4 separate regions of the Mus musculus genome follow, and regions 1, 3 and 4 are each linked to region 2. The links are chromatin contacts, called in public promoter capture Hi-C maps. All regions are on one chromosome and are shown on one strand. The core of a region is the stretch at or near the end of the contact, and the rest is flanking DNA. Distances in the headings are between cores, read along the strand shown. Region 1 has its middle 37 kb from the start of AY702102. Region 2 has its middle 17 kb from the start of Zfp217. Region 3 overlaps Bcas1 (breast carcinoma amplified sequence 1). Region 4 has its middle 32 kb from the start of Gm34542.

Evidence for each region. Capture Hi-C pulls out chosen DNA fragments and counts their contacts.
Region 1: a promoter capture Hi-C map of adipose tissue shows a contact between it and region 2. The contact joins two enhancer-like sites. A contact is called at or near these places in 1 of 39 promoter capture datasets (stem cell-derived epiblast-like cells) and 2 of 9 other capture datasets (adipose tissue and pancreatic islet).
Region 3: a contact with region 2 is called in a promoter capture Hi-C map of adipose tissue. The contact joins two enhancer-like sites. A contact is called at or near these places in 2 of 39 promoter capture datasets (the C10 cell line and neutrophils), 1 of 484 Hi-C or Micro-C datasets (the N1E-115 cell line), 8 of 115 datasets of contacts at active chromatin or transcription factors (acute myeloid leukemia, bone marrow-derived macrophages, embryonic basal ganglia and 4 more) and 2 of 9 other capture datasets (adipose tissue and pancreatic islet).
Region 4: a contact with region 2 is called in a promoter capture Hi-C map of adipose tissue. The contact joins two enhancer-like sites. A contact is called at or near these places in 14 of 39 promoter capture datasets (3T3-L1-derived adipocytes, the C10 cell line, the HPC-7 cell line and 9 more), 2 of 484 Hi-C or Micro-C datasets (Sertoli cells and stem cell-derived neural progenitor cells), 21 of 115 datasets of contacts at active chromatin or transcription factors (the HPC-7 cell line, the SCID.adh cell line, bone marrow-derived macrophages and 15 more) and 3 of 9 other capture datasets (adipose tissue, liver and macrophages).

Annotation. Positions count from the first base shown.
Region 1 is chr2:169,924,903-169,927,602 of GRCm38.p6, reverse strand. It overlaps a transcript of Tshz2 not described here. Among named protein-coding and RNA genes, the nearest start is that of AY702102, 37 kb to the left of the region's middle. Within about 2 kb of position 1,437, at least 13 of the 459 cell types and tissues checked have an H3K27ac peak or open chromatin away from gene starts, as enhancers often do. A contact at or near this core is called in adipose tissue, where this site is marked.
Region 2 is chr2:170,146,469-170,149,168 of GRCm38.p6, reverse strand. It overlaps a transcript of Zfp217 not described here. Among named protein-coding and RNA genes, the nearest start is that of Zfp217, 17 kb to the right of the region's middle. Within about 2 kb of position 1,263, at least 155 of the 459 cell types and tissues checked have an H3K27ac peak or open chromatin away from gene starts, as enhancers often do. A contact at or near this core is called in the N1E-115 cell line, adipose tissue, fibro-adipogenic progenitors and 1 more, where this site is marked.
Region 3 is chr2:170,400,154-170,402,853 of GRCm38.p6, reverse strand. The region is part of intron 4 of Bcas1 (breast carcinoma amplified sequence 1); the gene reads left to right. Among named protein-coding and RNA genes, the nearest start is that of Bcas1, 26 kb to the left of the region's middle. Within about 2 kb of position 1,318, at least 68 of the 459 cell types and tissues checked have an H3K27ac peak or open chromatin away from gene starts, as enhancers often do. A contact at or near this core is called in the N1E-115 cell line and adipose tissue, where this site is marked.
Region 4 is chr2:170,286,211-170,288,910 of GRCm38.p6, reverse strand. No RefSeq gene overlaps it. Among named protein-coding and RNA genes, the nearest start is that of Gm34542, 32 kb to the left of the region's middle. Within about 2 kb of position 1,265, at least 141 of the 459 cell types and tissues checked have an H3K27ac peak or open chromatin away from gene starts, as enhancers often do. A contact at or near this core is called in adipose tissue, fibro-adipogenic progenitors and heart atrium, where this site is marked.

The DNA of each region.
Region 1 (2,700 bases), core at 188-2,687, 220 kb after region 2:
GGGAGGTGAAGCCAAGATGATTCCCAGGGCTTGCTGGCAAGCCAGTCTAGTGAATTACTGACAAGCACCAGGTTCATTGAGAGCCTCTCTCTCTCTCTCTCTCTCTCTCTCTCTCTCTCTCTCTCTCTCTCTCTCTCTCTCTCTCCCCCCTCTCTTACATGGATATCTATACACACACATACACATGAGCACACATACACACACATGAGCACACACATGCATATACATATATACATGCACATACATACATACATGCATATGAGCACACACATGCATACACACGTATGCATATGCATATGTGCACACACAGACACAGACACAGACACATGGAGGGTGATTGAGGAAGACACCCAATACTGACCTCTGGCCTCCACACACACTTGTGCACACGTGTGCGCTCTCCCACTGGAATGAAAATGATGAAGCCAATGAGCAGACACCGGCTCTTCCAGTCTCAGTCACATCAGCATCAGAAGCTACCTCCTCCAAGGGGTCTGAAGAGCTGCCATCAGGGTGGGAAGGGGAAGGCACTCAGGGAACAAGATGTCCTGAACGATTTTATGATTCTTGTAACCTTAAGAGGTATGCTGAGATGGAAGTGCTTTAGCCAAGCTACAGCTCTGAGGTGGCCCTGGCAGGAGGCCCTCCGGAATGTTTCCTGGGGGCCAACACTTGAGCACCCTCCCTACACACACACACACACACACACACACACACACACACACACACACACACACACACTTGTGCATGCATACATGTGTATATTGTATACACACACTTGTGCATACACACACATGTACACACACATGTACACACACATGTACACACACACACACACACACACACACACACTGCCTATGTCACCAAGCCTACGGAAGTGTACATGCCTTGTGGGAAGTTATGAAAACAGGTACTGAGGGTTCATGGGGACGGCTCTTAAGAAACTCTGCAATTGCTGGCTGTAGTAAGAGAGCTATAAACACATTTTCAGAGTGTCTTTGGCATGGCTTTGCACAGCGGCTCCTTTACAGCTGCCCTATGCTGGCAGGGAAGGATGGACAGCCCGAGAGAAGCAGAGGCATACACCCTGGGAGAGGAAACCATGCCTGGGTTTCTGGTTTCCTTTCCTTCTTTAGTTTACTTTTAAGATAAAGTTTTAAAGAGTAGAACTACACAATCATGTTGGGGAACACACCATCCCGTGACGGGCCCTATGTCATCTTTAGAAAAGACTGTCCTCCGGAATCTGGGAGTGATGCTGGTATCCAGATGAAGGGGTCAAATAAAAACTTCAAATTGTAGTCACCTCATCACAGGCTTACACGATTGCCAGCGAGTGGGGACACGTGGCCAAAATTCAGAGTGTAGTACTGTGTGCTGGCTTGCTGAGCTAGGGCAAAGGATCCTTGGCTGCTTTTCAGGTGGCCTCTGCACATCGTACGGTGAGCCCATATTGACTCATTATCTAGCAACTGGGGGAGTTAAGAAAGCAACATTGGGTTGGGATGAGGTGGAGAAGAATTGGTTAGATCAAGAATAACCACGACCCCACCGCCGCCCCCAAGGCTGAGAACAACAGCATGGCTAAATAAACTGAAAGAACAGTTATTACATTTGGGTCAGAAAAAATAAAAACAATGGCAAACATTTAAAAATGAGAGACATAAAGCAGACACCCATTAACCTATTTTAGAATAAAATATGTGTGTTTTTTTTTATAAGGAAGACAAGCTCACTCTAATGAAGTGGTAAGCCAATGTGACATTATAACTTAAGGGGAGATGGCAAGTTCACATTATTTACATAAATCTTTGGGGCAGGGGACACCAGTGATCTGATTAATTTTCCAATTAGCTGCTTGAGTTCTTACTGGACCTCGTTAGTGTGACTAGTTTGTCCAAACAAGCTGGCTCTCTCACAAACCGGGCGTGGCCTCTCTTTTCTATGGGCGAGATGGGATTCTGGGACTATCTATCATCTCTTGAGCTGGGGCTTTGCCCAGGAAGAAGAAGATTTTCAGGCTCCCATTGCTCCCTCCTGCCTGGGAGACCGCCCCCATTGAGAAGTGCATGCATACAGTTTACAAGTGTTGGACACAGAGTCTTATCTACAGGGCAATACATGATTACCACAAACCTTATGAGTTGGACAGGCTTGTGCCTCAACATGGGCAATTTCTGCTTCATGAGGGAAGTTCTCAGAATTGAGACAAAAAGAAGACTTAGATATTTGGCTGAATACTTTGTAAAGACTACAATGTACTTTGAGGTTAGGAGTGGGATGAAGAGGAGGAGGAAGAAGAAGAAAAGAAGGGGTATGTGCAGTATAGTTTTATGTCAATTTGACACAAACTAGTTATCCAAAGGCAGTAATCTCAGTTGAGAAAATGCCTCCATGAGATCCAGCTCTAAGATATTTTCTTAATTAGTGATTGATGGGGGAGGGCCCAGCCTCTGGCTGATGCTATGCTTGGGCTGGTGGTCCTGGGTTAAGAAAGTAGGCTGAGCAAACCATAGGGAGCAAGCCAATAAGCAGCACCCCTCCATGGCCTCTACACCAGCTCCTGCCTCTAGGTTCCTGCTTTGCTTGAGTTCCTGTCTTGACTTCTTTAATGATGAACAGTGATATGTAAGTGTAAACTTTTTGTCATGGTGTTTCATCACAACAATAGTAACCCTGACTAAGACAGGGAGGGAGGGA
Region 2 (2,700 bases), core at 14-2,513:
GTCTTTTAAGAGTGGAGACTACAGGCACGAGTCATTCTGTCTTATTTACAGTTAAAACAAATAGAAACCTACCAGAAGGACTGCAGACAGTTTGAGGAAGCACACACCTGTGAGGCAGGGATCACGAGATTCAGATCAGCCGGAGAGAAACCCTGTCTTTAAATAAAGAGGCAAACGAACATGATGTCCTGTCCATTTGTCATGTAACATGAATCATGGCACGCGGCATGTTGAGGAGCAGATTCGGGCTTCCCCAATGTATAAAATGATACTTTTCAAAAGAGCTTGCTTATAAAACCAATTGTTGAATCAGCTGACTGTCTCCTTAGGGTTATTCTCTATTAAAACCCTCTGACCAGGAGTGGTGCTCTTTCTGTGTAATACTAGCACTTCCGAGGTTGAATGTGATTCTCTTAGGCGACAGAAACAGGAGAATTGCCATGAGTCTTACCAGGCTACACGGTGAGACCCTGTTTTTTGTTTGTTTGTTTACAAACAAAACCAACAAAAGACGAACCACAACAATAACAAAGCTCTCTGAACTTATCAAATCCAGTATCTACAAGGAAAAAAAAATGTTCTCTAAGAATTTGACATTTCCCTTAAGCTGCGATAGCTTTGCCACCTACTCTTCAAACTTGATCAATTATGCCACTTTGGATGGCTATGTAATCGAGCTTGGAAATCTCCCTCAAAGCTTTGTCTTTGGAGGACAGACCATAAACAGTTCCAGTAAATGGCACTAAAAAGGCAAGAGCTGGCCACCGAGCTTGGAATCATTTGCCTGCGAGGAGCTGAGAAAGCTGTTTTTTTTTTGTTGTTTTTTTGTTTTTTTTTAACATTATTATTATTTTTGACAGAGTCTCACTATGTAGCTAGCACTGGCTGGCCTGGGACTCACTATACAGACTAGACTGGCCTAATATTCACAGAAATCCCTCTGCCTCTGGAGGGTTGGGATTAAAGGCATGCCCTGCCAAGACAGCTATATTTTTAAATTTAGTGTTTATCTATTCCTTACTGTGATCTCCAGATACATAGCGTATGTCTGAAGTCTCAAAGCTCATTCGACATCTTTGTCTGGTAAACATTAAGACAAGAGGATATGTGTAACCGAATAGAGGAGAACACGTTAAATTAAGCGGCACCGTCTACATTCCAGGCTTTCCCACCACCATCCTGTTCGTGGACTTGGGTGTTGTGCACAGTGTGTCGGGAGAAATGGGAACTGCAGTGCCGGAAGTGGAGCTCTTCTGATACTGCTAATTAAGGAATGTGGAACCCTTCCTTTCTGAGTCAGCACCGAGGTATGTAGAACTCTGCCCTGCTCTCTGCTTACTGCATGGAAGTTTAGAAATAAAACCAGAGTGTCTTGTCATTTAGCATTTAAGAAGCAGGAAGGAGGTGCTGTGTGTGTGTGTGTGTGTGTGTGTGTGTGTGTGTGTGTGTGTGTGTGTGTATGCGCGCGCACGCTTTCTTAGATGTTTCTTGATCTTTGAAAGCCTTTATGGCAGCTGGTCCTTTTATCATCTGGCCATATTTACAACATAGGTTCTAATGACACAGTGCTGTCCCAAAAGAACATTGCATGCACCGGTACCAAGCATGGCTTTTTCAGCTGCTAAAGTTTCATAGCAAGAGAAACATCTTATTAGGTTGTTAGATCCTAGTTTTAAGTTTCTTTTTTGTCAAAGACATCTTTGATTTCAAAGGTTTTTACCGGCAGGTTTATGGAAAATAGAGAAAAACAGGAAGTGGAGAAAAGGTCATTCGTATCCCATTATTGAAAAAAAAAATGACTATTCAGAACTAGCCTGAACAAATTTGAAGTGCATGTAAATAGAATAGCAAAAAATAGCAAACTGATTCTCCTGTAACCCAGGACCCAGTTCTATAATTTCAACGTGTTAACCACAACTGTTTCAATTCAATTCTCCCGTCATCTGGTAAAGTATTATAAATTCTAATTTATCATGTCAGTTTTCTATAGGTTTCTGCATACATCTCTAAACACCATATAGCTTCACATGAATTAGTAACGAACGATGTACATTTTACAGATACTTTGTTGGTCTATTTAATTCATACTAAAACTTTCCATGATTAGAAAATCCCTTCAGTTCTTTTTTGTTTATTTATATGTGTATATGCACACACCACAGAACACATACAAAGTTGATCAAAGAACAACTTTTGGGAGTGAGTTTTTTTTTAACCTTTTTAAGTCCTGGGAATTGAACACAGGTCATCTAGCCTGGAACCCAATGTCTTTACCAGCTGAGTTGTCTCCCTGGCCTGATTTAAATTGTTTGTTTGTGTTTTTTTGGGGGGGTTGTTTGTTGTTTTGTTTTGTTGAGACAGGGTTTCCCTGCCTGCCCTATAACTAGCTTTGTAGTTCAGGCTGGCCTGGAGCTCACAGAGATCCATCTGCCTCTGCTGGGATTAAAGGAAGTCTGCCACCGCTGCCTAGTGGTTTAAATTCTTGTTTGTTTTTGTTTTCTCTTTGAGATAGTCTTGTTAGGAAGCCTAGGCTGGTCCTCTTGTCTCAGTTTCCCAATGGCTGATTTCAGACTTGGATCATCTCCATTTAAATATTTGCATGTGTACAGACACACACACAAACAAACACTTTTTCTTCTTTCTTCCTTTCTTTCTTTCTTTCTTTCTTTCTTCCTTTCTTTCTTCCTTTCTTTCTTCCTT
Region 3 (2,700 bases), core at 69-2,568, 250 kb before region 2:
AAATGTGTGTGTTTCTGTGTGTGTGTCTGTGTGCATATGTGTGTGCGTCTCTCTCTCTCTCTCTCTCTCTGTGTTTCTTTGCATAACACCAAGCAGTTCTTAGTAGGAATTCTTAGATCTCTCTCAGAAAACATGGCAGAGGAGAGTGCAAACGCACACACATATAAATGTGTGTGTATATATATATATATATATGTTATATATAATATACATATAAATATGTAATATATATTAAATGGCAGAGGAAAGTGGAAACAAACAAATATACATACATGCATACATACATATGTACGTATGTACATGTGCACGTGCATGTGTGCATGCATGTGTGTCTTTGTATTTTACGTGTCTGGGCGTTTGTCTGTGTACCATGAGCATGTGTCACCCTCAGAGCCGGAAGAGGGTGTCAGATCCCTGCCGCTGTAGTTACTGGAGTTTGTGAGCTGCTGTGTGGGTGCAAAGGACTCTTAACTGCTGAGCCATCTCTCCAGCCCTTAGACTTTTACATTTTAAGATTTATTTGATTTCCACTTGAGATCTGATCATTTCCCAGATAGGAGCATGGCTATCTCTAGGAAATTTGTTTCAACCCTGTGTGATGACAACACAATTAAAAAAAATTTTTTTTCAGTACACTTGTCTTTCAAATGACCCAGTTTAAAGTTAATTATTTACTGAGGCACTGGACAACATTTTATCCATAACGTTATTGACTTTCTACTGATGGCATTCCGGGCTTTGTGTATGCTACATAAGCACACTGCATTTGAGTGATCAATCCCCAGTCCAAGGATTTTTTTTTTTTTTTAATTTTAGCTTCCTTTGCAAGAGGAAAGTTTAGAATTGAGAAAAACCCACTAGGTTGTAACTCTCCACCACAGCCTCATGTACCCACTTGCCCACCATGAAAGGGCAGTGGAAATATTGAAATTAGTAGTAGTAATTTCTTTCCCATGATGGCTCAGTAGATGTACGCTTTCCTCATTTGTTTATTCCTCTATGTTTTCTCTATTTTTAGGTGTTTTTTTTTTAATTTAAGAGGGGATTGTGAAAGGGCATTGCAATATAGAAATATTGCAATCCTCCAGCACCGCTTCTCAAGTGCTGGGATTACAGGCGTGAGCTGCCAAGCCTGGTTTGTCTGTTTCACACAATAAAAACACAAAACAAAACAGAAACACAGCCAACATTTCTCCTGTTCGTCCAGTAGGTGGCGCCGTGGGACAAGAGCATCCCGAGGCGCACTGGACATCTGCAGGCCTCCCTTGCCGATCACAGTGGCGCCCACAAGAGATGATTTTCTCTCTGCTTAGTTCCCAAACTCAGCGATCCAGACCTTGTGTGGCAATTGCTCTGAAACAACGCTGGCTTTTCAAACAAGCCTGTCTCCAGCACTGTGCGACAGTGGCAGATTTTGGCGCCCTTTCCTGATTGACATTTCCTGGATTGCTTCAATTGCATTCCTTCCCAGTCCCGCTATGAGCTTAAAACATGAAAATGCACTTTTATTAGCTGGTGTGAATCGGGATAGGAATCGTGGGACAAATAAGAGCATCAAGCAAGCAAACAAACAAACAAAAATCCCTACATCGATAATACATCTTTGATTTCCTTAGTAACTCTGAGCTTTGTGGTTATATGGGGGGAGGGGACGGGGTGGGGATCACAATAACAAACCGTTACCAGTGAGACCCACAAAATTATAATAGTATCTTCTTCGTGCTTGTTAATTTACTTTCTTTTTAGGCAAATAAGTATCTGAATTGTATGTCCTAGAATGAGCTAAACATCTTTTTCTTCCTGAATCTAAGGTCTCCGTGTAGGTGCCAATGATCTGGGGAGAAGAAAGGGAAGTGAGAGAGGCAGACAAAACCCACGGTGCAGTTGTAGCATCCTGCATCCCCGGGGGAGAGGAAAGCCGCATTCCTCACTTTCCTTTGATCCCAGGCAGCACCGGCTCCAATTTCTAGAGATTGAAGGAGCCGGTTGCTGGTTTCTGCACCTTCCTCCAGCTCAGTTCAGAAGCCCCTGCGTTCTCAGCCCTGATTCTTGGTCTAAAGATTCAAAATGAAGTCAGCCCTAGTCCGGCTTTGGGCTGCCAAGACCCTGCTGTCGAGGAGGCTGAGGATTGATTGGCACTTGTCAGAGGGAGGGGACTGAGGATCACAGATGGGTTTCCTCATCGAAAACCTAGTCCCAGTGAGGCAGAGGCGGCCCCCAACCCAACAGATTAGGGTGGCTTATCCGGAGCGCCTTCCTGTTTGCTCTTTGAAGCCAACAGACGGAGGAAAACGCATAGGCTTCTGACATAGGGAATAATTACCCACACCTGTTTGCTTAAAGGTTTCTGGGCATTTCCTGAAGAATACTTCTAGCGTGTCCTGGGAACCTTACTAGTGCGATTAATTGTAGTGCAGACAGTTGAGATTAAGGACAAAGACAGTCCGGTCCTGCAAGAAGCTCTCAGCTGGTGACCTGAGAGCTGGAGCCAAACCCCAGCCTCATTTACTTTGACCCTAGAGACGATTATTATGCTTTCTCTAGTTACACAAGTTGTTTAACCTTTGCTGTTATAGACTGCCCTGGTTGTACTTCTGTTGCTGCATTAAAATATTCTGGGGGCGGGGGGGGGGGGAGCAACTTAGGAGGAAAAGGTTTTATTGTAGTTCACAGTCCTGAGTTACAGCCCATCATTTTCAG
Region 4 (2,700 bases), core at 16-2,515, 140 kb before region 2:
CCCCTTAGAAGATAGGCCATTTAAAACACAAACGGAAGCACACACTTAGGAGTCCTGTACGCATCCTATGAAGGGCAAGAGAGCCTTTATGAGGAATAGCCAAGTATGACTTTGTGTTTTTTAAATGTTCGTCTCCCTGTAAAACAAGAACTCAGAGAGTCCGAAACCCTGCAATTTCTGAGTCTTCTGGAAACATCGACACTAGGCCTCTTAGCACTGGAAAGATGGTTGTCTGGCGCCAAGATCAGTTCCACCCCAAAGGAACTGTTTTTGCAGTGTTTCAGCCACAACCGGGAGAGTTCACTGAACACCGAGCTTTGTGTCGCTCAAATCCTGATCCAGGTTTCTTCCACAAAACACCGAGAGCACACAGCCTGGCCGGAAGCAGGAGCTAGGAGAGAAGTGTTGGAGTCCGGCGCTCCAAGGTAGAAGCGCTTCAGATGCTAACCCAGGAAGTCTGAGGTGCCTGTGTGCTGTAGCAGTCCCCTTAAAATGTCCCGGGGCTTAGTTTTGCAGTAATCTCTTTCCGGGGCTCTGAAGCGTCATGGCAATTCTTACACTAACACAGGAGTGCTTTAGTGAAATAGAGACACCCAAGGAAGCAATCGAAGCAAGCTCCTCCCCCTGGTCCCCTTTATCACTCCATCCTCACTCTGGTCCCCCCCCCCCCCCCCCCCGTTTCTAACTCCACCTTGCCCAGTCCCTTCTGGTGTCCCAGGGGCCAGCGAGAGGAGAGTCTCCAAGAAGTCTGCAGAAGCTAATACATTCTCTGATACACTGTATGTTTCCCTTCCTTAGTTTGCGGTTTAACCCACCAGCGGCAATCCTCTCCTGAACAAGACAACATGGCAGACATCAACTAAATAGTTTTGTTAGAAACAAGAAAACAACAAATTCAAGATGAAAAGTTATTTAAATCTCTAGGTCTCCCTTTTTTCCTCTCAAACACAAGGAGAACTTGGGAAGCGGGGGGGGGGGGGGGGGGGGGGGGGGGGGTTCTCTTTTTTCCCTACAGTCCCAGGTTGCTAGTTGCTATTCAGTACTGGCCTGATCCAACAGAAAAAGGAAAAAGAAAAGAAAGAAAGTTGCCCAACCGGTTTGGCTGCTTCGGCCGGCTGGAGAGATGTCAGCCGCAGCTTATCTCTGTGCGCTACAGCTTGGGCATTCTTCTAAGTAAACGGTCACCATTTCAATGCTATCCCATCCTTTCTACTGTGAGCTTTGAATTCGACTGTCTTCAGATTAAGCCGCCTCCATGGCAACAGGCTGGCCACACTGCCCTGTCCACCCCCACCAGACCTTTCTGTGGCCACAGGGAAGGGGCGGGGGAGTACTTGGCGACACTCGCCAACGAGACCTTGGCTCTCTTTTCAGATCGTAACCGAATTGAGAAACGTACTCTGGGTCCCGGTGGATCGGGACTTTTCTCGTCCCCTGCACACGGTGAATTCGACACCCACTCGCGCGCATCTATCTCTGCATTCAGCAAGTGGATCAGGGCTCTCCCTCTCGAGCCTTTCTGCTCCAACGCTCGCTATAAACAAAGCGCAGAGGAAGTCAAATCAAACTTTCCCTGGCTCCTTTTCTTCTCCCAGTTCAGACTGAGCCAACTTTCTTTGGATGCCTTTTAAAGGCCGTTCCTAACTCAAAGGCGGAACCCTGTTGCTTTTATTTTTATTTTTCCTTTTTCTTCTTTATCTGTAATATCAAAGCTTTCCCCCAATAGTGTGCTCACCCACGCCCAAAGCAGCATTGCTCTGGAAGTTAGGAACAATAATAAGAAGCTGTTAGGTGAGAGTGTTTAAACCAAATGATTCCTTTATCATTACACACTTGCCAAACTGCCTTTCCCTCCTGCAGTCTCCGGGCTAAAATACAAACAAGAGAGCAGTAACAGCCTTTGCTCCGACAATAGCTGAACCTCGATGGGCACTTCCAGAGTGCCAGTTAGCAGCCAAGGGGAGGGGTTAACAGTGATTCAATTAAGGTTGTCCGCGCAAGACATACTCCAGACAGAATGGAGTCGGCTTATCTGTCTCATCTGCGGATACTACTGTAAAAATCACATATAATTAGGCCCTGCCTGGAGTGGAAACTACTGGAAGTGTTATCATTAGCTTGGAAGATTTCATCTCTGGGTTTCTCCGAGGGCCCTGGGAATGAACATTTTAGAACCAGAGGCACCTGATAAGTCGGGGAACATACTTAATGAAACCGTTCCTGCCACCCAGTTAAAAAAAAAAATGCCCTCAGTGGACAGAAGCGAGAGAGGAGAGATACGCAATTCGTGGCCGGAGGAGGCTGCTTTCCTTGTGTCCTTATGTTAATTCTTGCCAGCACGACCATGGCGTGCTTCACCTTGCTTGCCTTTGCTGATCTCATCTACACACAGGTGGGTGATCAGTTTTTTGGCACAGACCTACCCTGTCATAAAATGTATGAAAGCCGTAAACAAGGCCAGGCTACTTCCTGAGTCTCTGGTCTCTCTTCTGCTATGCGGATTGGAAACCACATGGACAAGCCAGGCATAGGGGGCCCTGCCTCGAATGCTAACATTTAAGAGGCAGAGGCAGGGGGATCTCAGATTTGAAGCTGGCTTGTGCTATATAATGAGACCAAAACCACAAGTGGGAAAACAAGCTTGGCTGGCATAGAGAGAAAGGTCTTACTTGATCCATGTGTGACTCACGTTAGGTTCTC